Regions from separate parts of the Mus musculus genome. Here region 2 is linked to region 1. Evidence: chromatin contacts called from public Hi-C data. All regions are on one chromosome and are shown on one strand. Each heading gives the region's core, a stretch centred on a gene start, on an enhancer-like site or on the middle of the called end of the contact. The rest is flanking DNA. Distances are from core to core; before and after follow the strand shown.

The links. A called contact is a pair of places that touch in the nucleus more often than the background predicts.
Region 2: a Hi-C map of uterus shows a contact between it and region 1, with 2.7 times the contacts expected there. The contact joins two enhancer-like sites. A contact is called at or near these places in 7 of 39 promoter capture datasets (the HPC-7 cell line, embryonic stem cells, epiblast stem cells and 3 more), 2 of 15 datasets of contacts at CTCF or cohesin (CD8 T cells and the NIH/3T3 cell line), 5 of 484 Hi-C or Micro-C datasets (ECoMG-derived neutrophils, Th1 cells, astrocytes and 2 more), 9 of 115 datasets of contacts at active chromatin or transcription factors (CD8 T cells, T-cell acute lymphoblastic leukemia, Th17 cells and 6 more) and 3 of 9 other capture datasets (adipose tissue, liver and pancreatic islet).

The regions. Positions count from the first base shown.
Region 1 is chr11:109,669,278-109,673,192 of GRCm38.p6, forward strand. Prkar1a (protein kinase, cAMP dependent regulatory, type I, alpha) reads left to right here. Exons shown (of 11, transcript NM_001373913.1): 11 at 1-386. It overlaps Fam20a (family with sequence similarity 20, member A), which reads right to left. Exons shown (of 11, transcript NM_153782.2): 11 at 3,649-3,915. Among named protein-coding and RNA genes, the nearest start is that of Gm39443, 17 kb to the left of the region's middle. Within about 2 kb of position 2,019, at least 158 of the 459 cell types and tissues checked have an H3K27ac peak or open chromatin away from gene starts, as enhancers often do. A contact at or near this core is called in adipose tissue and uterus, where this site is marked.
Region 2 is chr11:109,752,128-109,756,042 of GRCm38.p6, forward strand. No RefSeq gene overlaps it. Among named protein-coding and RNA genes, the nearest start is that of Gm42093, 19 kb to the left of the region's middle. Within about 2 kb of position 2,049, at least 25 of the 459 cell types and tissues checked have an H3K27ac peak or open chromatin away from gene starts, as enhancers often do. A contact at or near this core is called in adipose tissue and uterus, where this site is marked.

The DNA of each region.
Region 1 (3,915 bases), core at 769-3,268:
CGGAGATAAACACCTGCTTTCTAAGAGTTCCATGCTAGCTTACAAGTTACGCCCTTTTGTCGTTTTACTCTTAGACTTTTCAAGATAAGTCTAAATTTAAAAATTACCACATTTAAAGCTTTATCTTTGTGCAATTTAAATATCAGTCAGAAGTCGTGGTTGGCATACTGTGTCTTTGTGGACTCTTGGCACCATTGTCTCTGGATGGGTGGGCGAATTTAAGCAATCTGCTGAGAAAGCAGAGCTGGCCAAAGGGACAGTTGCTGTTTCCTGGACACTAGTCTGATATACTCTGTGCTAATCTAATCGCTGTTCTTTTGTTACAGACTGTCTCAATGGTAGGTCACAGAATAAAAAAGATGAAATAATTTAAATTCTTAAACGAATCAGTTTTTCTTCCTTTCTTCCTTTTCTTCCTCTGTTTTTCCCCAAAATTTCAGTGGGAAAGAATGAAAGTGAATTTTGGGATTAGAATTTTGAAAAAGTAATGTATTTATTTTTTTTTAAAATACATTCCAATTCAGTTTGTCAAAGGGTGGATTTCAAAACCTTGCTTTTATGGGTGTGGGACAGACTCACTAACAAGCTCTGGAAGGGGAAGGTTCTGTCCAAAGCCATGGCGTTGTTTTCACAGGACAGACCTGTCTGTGTGCCTTAGGGCTTCACAGACTGGATTGGACTCCTGGTTTTACAAGATCCACCTGTAGCTGCTTGAGGATCTTACACATCAAGATTTGTTTCTGTTTCTTCCTGGAGTTTGAAGAGTGAGCACATGAGTTACTCTGGTGATAACTGGGATCTTCACACGCAGGGAAGCTGGAGTTAGTGCTGGAGAGTGGCTGAGTTCTGCTGCTTAAGCTCTGCCTGGCCAGGTTCAGAAGTCCCTTCCTCTCACCAGCTGCATGTCCTTCTTTTAAAACTTGGCCCAGGATGCAGTTTACTGTTGTGTTGACATTCTGAAATTGAATTAGCACAATGGCAGTGGCGTCACTTTGTCTCCAACCTCAAAGATTTGGACCCTTTGTGAACTTTGGCAAAGCCCTGCCAGTGCACTTCCGGGTGGACCAAAACCATGCTAACCATTTAATTTGCCCTCCATCACATCTGCCAAGGGGAAACACAAATCTCTCCCTTCTTACATTTGGGGTATTTCTGTAGAAACCATCATTTTTGTGTACATACACAGCTAAAATTTGTTTCTTGGCATAACTTTAGAACTGTGACATCATCATGAGTCCCTGTAAGAACAAGAAGTAGCTTTGTGATTTTAAAAAAGTCACCACTAGATGGAGAGCTTTTTCTTTATGCTCAGCTTTGCCAACCTCAGATGAGTCGCAGCTGTTTCTCAGTCTGCAGATCCTGCATTTGCGTGTCTCCCTACTTGGTACAATGTAAGTGTGACCCCGAGACTGCCACACCAGAAGCCCTCTGGGACCTGAGCTGCACTCGCAGAGAAAAACGTGATTATCCCTTGCCTTCCCACCCGAGGCTGAGTGAGGTCTGCCTCACCTCATCTGTGGCCATGTCACCTGGGGGCCTCCTGCACCACGCTTGTGTGGGGGCCCTCGTGCCTGCTGTTGATGAGGTCACTCGGTATTTAGAAGGCCTCCCAGGATAGTGCTCATGGGCTGACTCGCGTTCCTGAGTTTGAGAAAGCTGTCTCTTACTGTGAACGTGCAGCAGTAGACAGATGCAGTGTTAAAGAACCAGCAATGTAAAGACATGATCTTTACCACACAAGATGAGATTCTGTAGTAATGGGTCAGTGAAGTTAGACTAGAGAATCCTAAGAACCTGACCTCATACTTCTCCTAGGGGCAGTAATAATTTACCAGTTAAGAGGCCAGGAGTTTAATAGGACAGAATTGCTCCCTATAAGAGAATTGACTTATCCTTAGATAGGTCCAGCATTTGGAGAATGCTGTGGCATATCCCTCCAAACTGATCCCTACCAGTTCACACAGTCTTGGTTTTTTTATTTGCTTGCCAGTGGTAACATGGAAAGTTTTCACATAGACTCAGAATATTTTTTTTCCCCATGGGAAGTTGAGCAATGATTCAGAGTGCGTAAGCTGTAAGAACTCCACACTCTGAGAATGGAATGTTTTTGTCTTCTGGTGCTTTTGAAAAATGCTGCTCTTAGCTTTATGTTGTTGTTGTTAGAAAAACAGATAGTTAAAAGTAGCCTATATAGTTATCCATCATAGAATCAAGCCGAGTTACTTTGGTTTTGAAATGTAAAGCAGATTTCAGAGTCTCGAGAGACTGGTCTGCATCAGGGAGGCCATGTTGGAGATGGACTGCAGCTCGCCCGAGCCAGGCTGGCTGAGAGCCCCAAACCATCCTTTCTTTGATCTGACAGTGCCTGTCCCCCCCAGCCCCCAATCTTCAGTGTGGCTTCCTTGTGCTTCCCAGACATGGGAGAAGAGAAGAAACAGTTGATGTTGCTGCAGGAAGCTGCGCCTCACAAAAGGGCCTTCTTGAGAGGGAAGTCTTTAGAACCAGTTTTCTCTGGTAAAGAGTTGACTTTGCTGTTTTTTCTCCTGTAGCCCAGCCCAGCCCAGCCCAGCCCAGCCTTCAACTCTACACTCTTTGTTTCAGCCACTCAAGGGTGGGGATTTGCTGGAATGAGTCACAGCACCCAGCAAATTTGACTTCACAAATGGGTGTGATGCTATACATTTTGGAAGAAGTCTAAACCACAAGATGATGTGGTTTTGTCTCTTGAGAGCTATAGTTCTCATCCTTACACATTGGAGGAGGGGCATGCTCGTGAGGGTTGCAGACCTATGTCTTGCAGGGTAGTGTCTGGGACTGGCAAGGCTCTAGGGTGAATAGAGGCAAGGTTATTTCGCAAACTGGGTTCTGGGGTTGTGTGCCCATAACGTGGGGTGCTAGGATGAATCAGAACCATCCACTACAAGACCAGCATGGTGACTCGTGCCTTAATCCAGGCACTTGGGAAGTAGAGGCGGGAGAATCAAGAATTCAGGGCCAGCCTGGTGTACATGAACTCCAATCTCAGAAGACCAAAACAATACTACCTGTTCTCAGTCATCCTGTCTGTCCTTGGACATATGCACAAGTCTGAGTGACATTGCTGGTTCTGGATTTGTCCCTTGTAGTGATGTCTTTTCTTCCTCCCCTCCATATTTTTTGATCCTCTGGCTTTTATCAGACAATAAAGTGATTTGATCTGATGAAGCCATGCGACCCTAATCTTCCACCAGCTCCCCCTTTTGTGTCTGGCTCTTGGTTTTGACATACATGGTGTCACTTCCTCACGCAGCCCAGGCTAGCCTCGAATTCCCTGTGTAGCTCAAGAGTGTCTCTGAACTTCAGCTTCTCCTGAGTGCTGGCGTTACCGGATGTGTGATGCTGGGGGGTTGAACCTGAGAGGCAAGCACCCCACCCACTTGCGAGCCACACGGCTCTCGGTTGCCAATTCCTCAGTTGATAATATTCTTCAGATTGGAGTGTGCCCCCTAACTGAGCAGTCTTACCCTTAGTATTTCTGGGAGTGACCTGGCTGAGATTATTGTATTCAGATAGTGTTAGGGACCAGAATGTCAGTATAAAAAAAGTGACTTTTTTGGTGTGTGTGTACTGTACCTGCATATACAGTAAGGACTTGGAGAAAGCCAGTTATCCGCTTGATGTCCCTTTATTTGATATGGTAGAATAAAAACCGCTCCTGGGAACAGAGCTTCCAAACCTTCCAAGCCTGGTCCAGATCCAGGTTTCACAGTGTGCTCAGAAGATAATCTGCAGTCCTGATGGAGCCAGAGCTCGTTGGGAAGAGAGAGCCCCAGCCAGTGCACCGTAAAAGCAGTGACCTCCACCCAAGGATAAAGATGAGGTTCAGTGGATCCCGTTTGCCTTTTTCAAAGCGTTCCTGCCTCCTCCCTGAGCTTG
Region 2 (3,915 bases), core at 799-3,298, 83 kb after region 1:
GCAAGAGACGGCCTGGAGCTCTTGCAACCTTTTTATGTATGTGTGAACATATTTATTCTCACCGTTATGGCTTCACTGTGCAGTAGAAAAAAATTACGACCCGTGGCATTGAACTTTTGACTTTATAGATGTTATTTATGGCTTTAGGATGTGATTTGTAAAAAGTCAAGTTCATTGTAGATTGATTTAAATAAAAATAGCACATAAGGGTTGTATATTGGTATGGCTAGGAAAGAATGCACATGGTGCTTCTGGAAGGGATAAAGTCTGGGAAATACTGATTTATTCCACTTTTTCCTAGTATTTTTTTCATGGCTCATGACTTAACACAGGCCTATCAGGAGGGTTTAAAATCATCCTTAGGTCTTCAGCTGGGAAGGAAGGATGGGGAAGGAGTCTCCAAAATGATTTCAGGATTTCTGTCTGGCATACAAAGCATCAAAACTATCCCCTTAAAAAAATACCACATACCAGGGACAGAGGGTAGATGGTTCAGTGGGTAGAAAGGCTTGCTGCTAAGTTGGATGACCTGAATTAGATCCCTGGAAGCCCCATGGTAGAACGGGAGAACTGACTTCTGAGAGTTATCTTCTGACCTTCACACACATAGAAAAAAACACACACACAGACATGCAAACACATACATGTACATACATGCACACACACACACAAACACACACACACATCAATTAGTTAAAAAGTGCCAGTCGCTAACATTCTTTAGGGCTTATAGAGTTGTCCCCATTCTAAACATTTTATGCATTTCGAATCATCTAAGCTTACAACCACACTGCCAACTTAATCGGTTGCCATCATCATTGTCCTATTATAACAGACGAAAAAATTTCAGGTCCAGATACAACATTGCTTATGGCTTCAGAGCGAGTCTGTGAAGATCCAGTCTCTCTGTGTGTATTTACTGTGCATGTACGCATACATGTGTGCTTGTTTGTGTGGAGAGCAGAGTTAACATCTCGGGTCATTTCTCAGGTGCCATCCACCTTTTCTGCCCCTGAGCTCACTGATTAGAATGGGCTGGGTGGCTAGTAAGCCCAGAGATCTTTTCCGTTTCTGTGTGCACACTTCACATCTGCATTTTTATGTAGATTCTGGGTGTTGACCTTGGATCCTCATGATTGCACGGCAAGCACTTTATTTATTGGGCTGTCTCTGCAGTCCTGAGATCTAAATCTTTATAATACACCCAAGTCAGCCCAACTAATCCCAGCGTCTGCTCTCTTTCCCTGAGAGTTGAGTCATTACAAGCATTCCCTGAAGGAGGAATATTTCTCATTGGGCTACTGAGGGAATCTCCTACTTTGTTCAGAAACCTGACTCTGGTTCCATCGAGCAGAGTTTCTCGTGCTGTTTTGAGCTTTCTGAAGCACACGGGGGACCTTGTGTGAGCTTGAAACTTTTTAATTCAGTGAACCTGGTTTGGCATCTTGAACGATTACCTTTAATGGCCATCTTGATTCAACGTAGAATCAATCACCTGGGAGGAGCACCTCAGTGAGGGGTTGTCTACCCTGGGATGCCTGTGAGTATGTCTGTGGGGTACTCTCTTAATTAAGTTAATTGATGTGAGAAGACCCAGGCCAGTATAGGGAGCACCATTCCCTAGGCAGGGGGCGGGTTATGAAACAAATGAGTAGGGGAAATTGAGCTGAGCACAAGTAGCCTGCATACATGCAGTTAGTTCTCTCTGTTCTTGTCTGTGGATGTGATGCGACCAGCTGCCTCAAGCTCTCACCCTTGTAGGTTCCCTACACTGATAGACTGTAACCTGGAATTGTGAGCTAAATGCAGCCATTTTCCTTTCAAATTGTTTTTTAGCCAGAGTAATTTTACGACAGCCATAGAAACCAAACTAGGGCAGGCCCCTAAACACAGCATTTTTAACAAGAGCCCAGGCACTGCTCTTTCTGCTGAGCCTTGGTTTTGGAAAGAAAGGTCAAGAGCCTTTTATGAATGCAGGATGCACCTCTCTTATGCTTCCTCCCCTTGCCCCGTCTCCAAGGCATCCATTGAGTGCCTGTGTGCATGAGGCTGGGCTCCAACTTGTAGCAAAGAAACAAGACACTTGGCATTCAAAGGGGACTCGGTGTGGACCCAACCTTGGAGCTCTCCCTTCTTCTTTTATTTTTTGGCTAAGAGCAAAATGAACCACAGCATCCAGTTCCTGGGGCGCACAACCATGGCCTTACTTTTCAGGGAAACAAACCCCCAAACACTTGGAGAGAAGCTGGCTTTAGGGCTGTGCCTGTGGCTGTAAATCGCCTTTGAACATTGTGGAACATCTTGGGCCTTTCCTTCAGAAGTCTTTCGAAATTGTTGACGTCCCTGCTGTCTGTAAAGAGACAAACTGCTCTTTCATCTGAGCTCACTTGGCATTGGGACATGGCCTGTCTGTCCCCTTGGCTTGTTGTTTCTAACCTCTTCCTTTCTATCCTGTCTTAGTCTGGAGCCCTGTCGCTCTGCATTCAATGGTGGGCATTGTCACACGAGTGAATCTCACTTAGCCCAAGAGCTTAAGTGTACAAGAAAAACAACTTCTGACATTTTGAAATTCAGTCTAACTCCTGTTTAATGAAGGTGGAAAAGCTTAATCTCAGATAATATGAAGTTTCTTCCGGTGCTCGGATTCTTTTTAAGTTTTAGGAACATAATCCTGTTTATGGGTGTGGGATAAGACATCTGCCCCTCCCATTTGATCTTCCCTGGTTAGCCTAAACATGACACCACAGACTTCCTTGTTCCTCTTGCTATAACTCCTTCATGGTCTTACTCTTTCTTATTAAAGGTGTTTTCCAGGTAATACATTATTGAAGATGTTAACTCTTTCCTGGTCTCTGACATCATTAGCTTTGAAGATATAAGAGTCAGGAAAAGAATATATTCTCTGCTTTCTTCTTTACCTGTGCTCTGCTACTCTATGATGAACTAAGAGACATGGCTATCAAAGTGGACGTGGGGACTGGAGAGATGGCTTTGTCAGTAAAGTGCTTGTCACACACTCAGGAAGATCTGCCTTTTGATCCTCAGAACCCAGGTTAAAATCCCGATGTAGTGGCATGTGCCATCCCAGTGCTGTAGGGAGAGAGAGGGGAGCTAGATATTTAGAAGGCCTTGGGGTGTTTCTGTGCTGGCTTGAATCTGTGACCTCTGGATTCAATGAGACACCCTGTTTCAAGATATAAGATAGGCAGAGATTTGAGGAAGACACATGATATTGACTTCTGGCCTTTACACTTATTCATACAAGTGTGCAATGCAAACACACACACACACACAAACACACATGTGTTTATGGATGCCATAACAACACTGAAAGTAGGAACCAGAAGGTCAGTATGTGAAATCTATCACTTTTATGTATGAGTCAGTGTGAGACAACTATCACCCAACTTGTGTGGACTCAAGCCGTTGTTCAACCTCCTTCTACTCCGTGTGAGTTTAGGCAAATGCTTTCCCATTGAGCTATACCACCAGCCTTTGACTCCATTCCCATTTAAATAGTACTGTCATTCTCTTAGGAGAAATTCCTCATAGTTGTCCTCTTTGCAGGTTGGCTCAGCCTATTGCAAAGAAGTCCAGAGGGCTCCCATGCTGGAAGGGGCGGGGATAAGGCAACACATCTGAGAACATGGTTGGATCAGAGTTTTGAAAATGGCTTTTCTTCATCTGTTCACCCGTGGTGCGTTAATAGTGAGAAGAAGGAAAACTAGGGTTAATTAATTTAGTTAGTGAGATGGGACAGCTCATTTCAGTGTGTGTTACTGTGTCATGGTCAAAGACATAAGTGTTGGAGCCAGAAGGTAGGTTTGCTTATTGACCCTAGCACTTCCTGTGTAGTTGACTACAAGCTATTCAACCTTGCCAAGTTTTCATATGGCAATCACAGGAGCAGCTGGC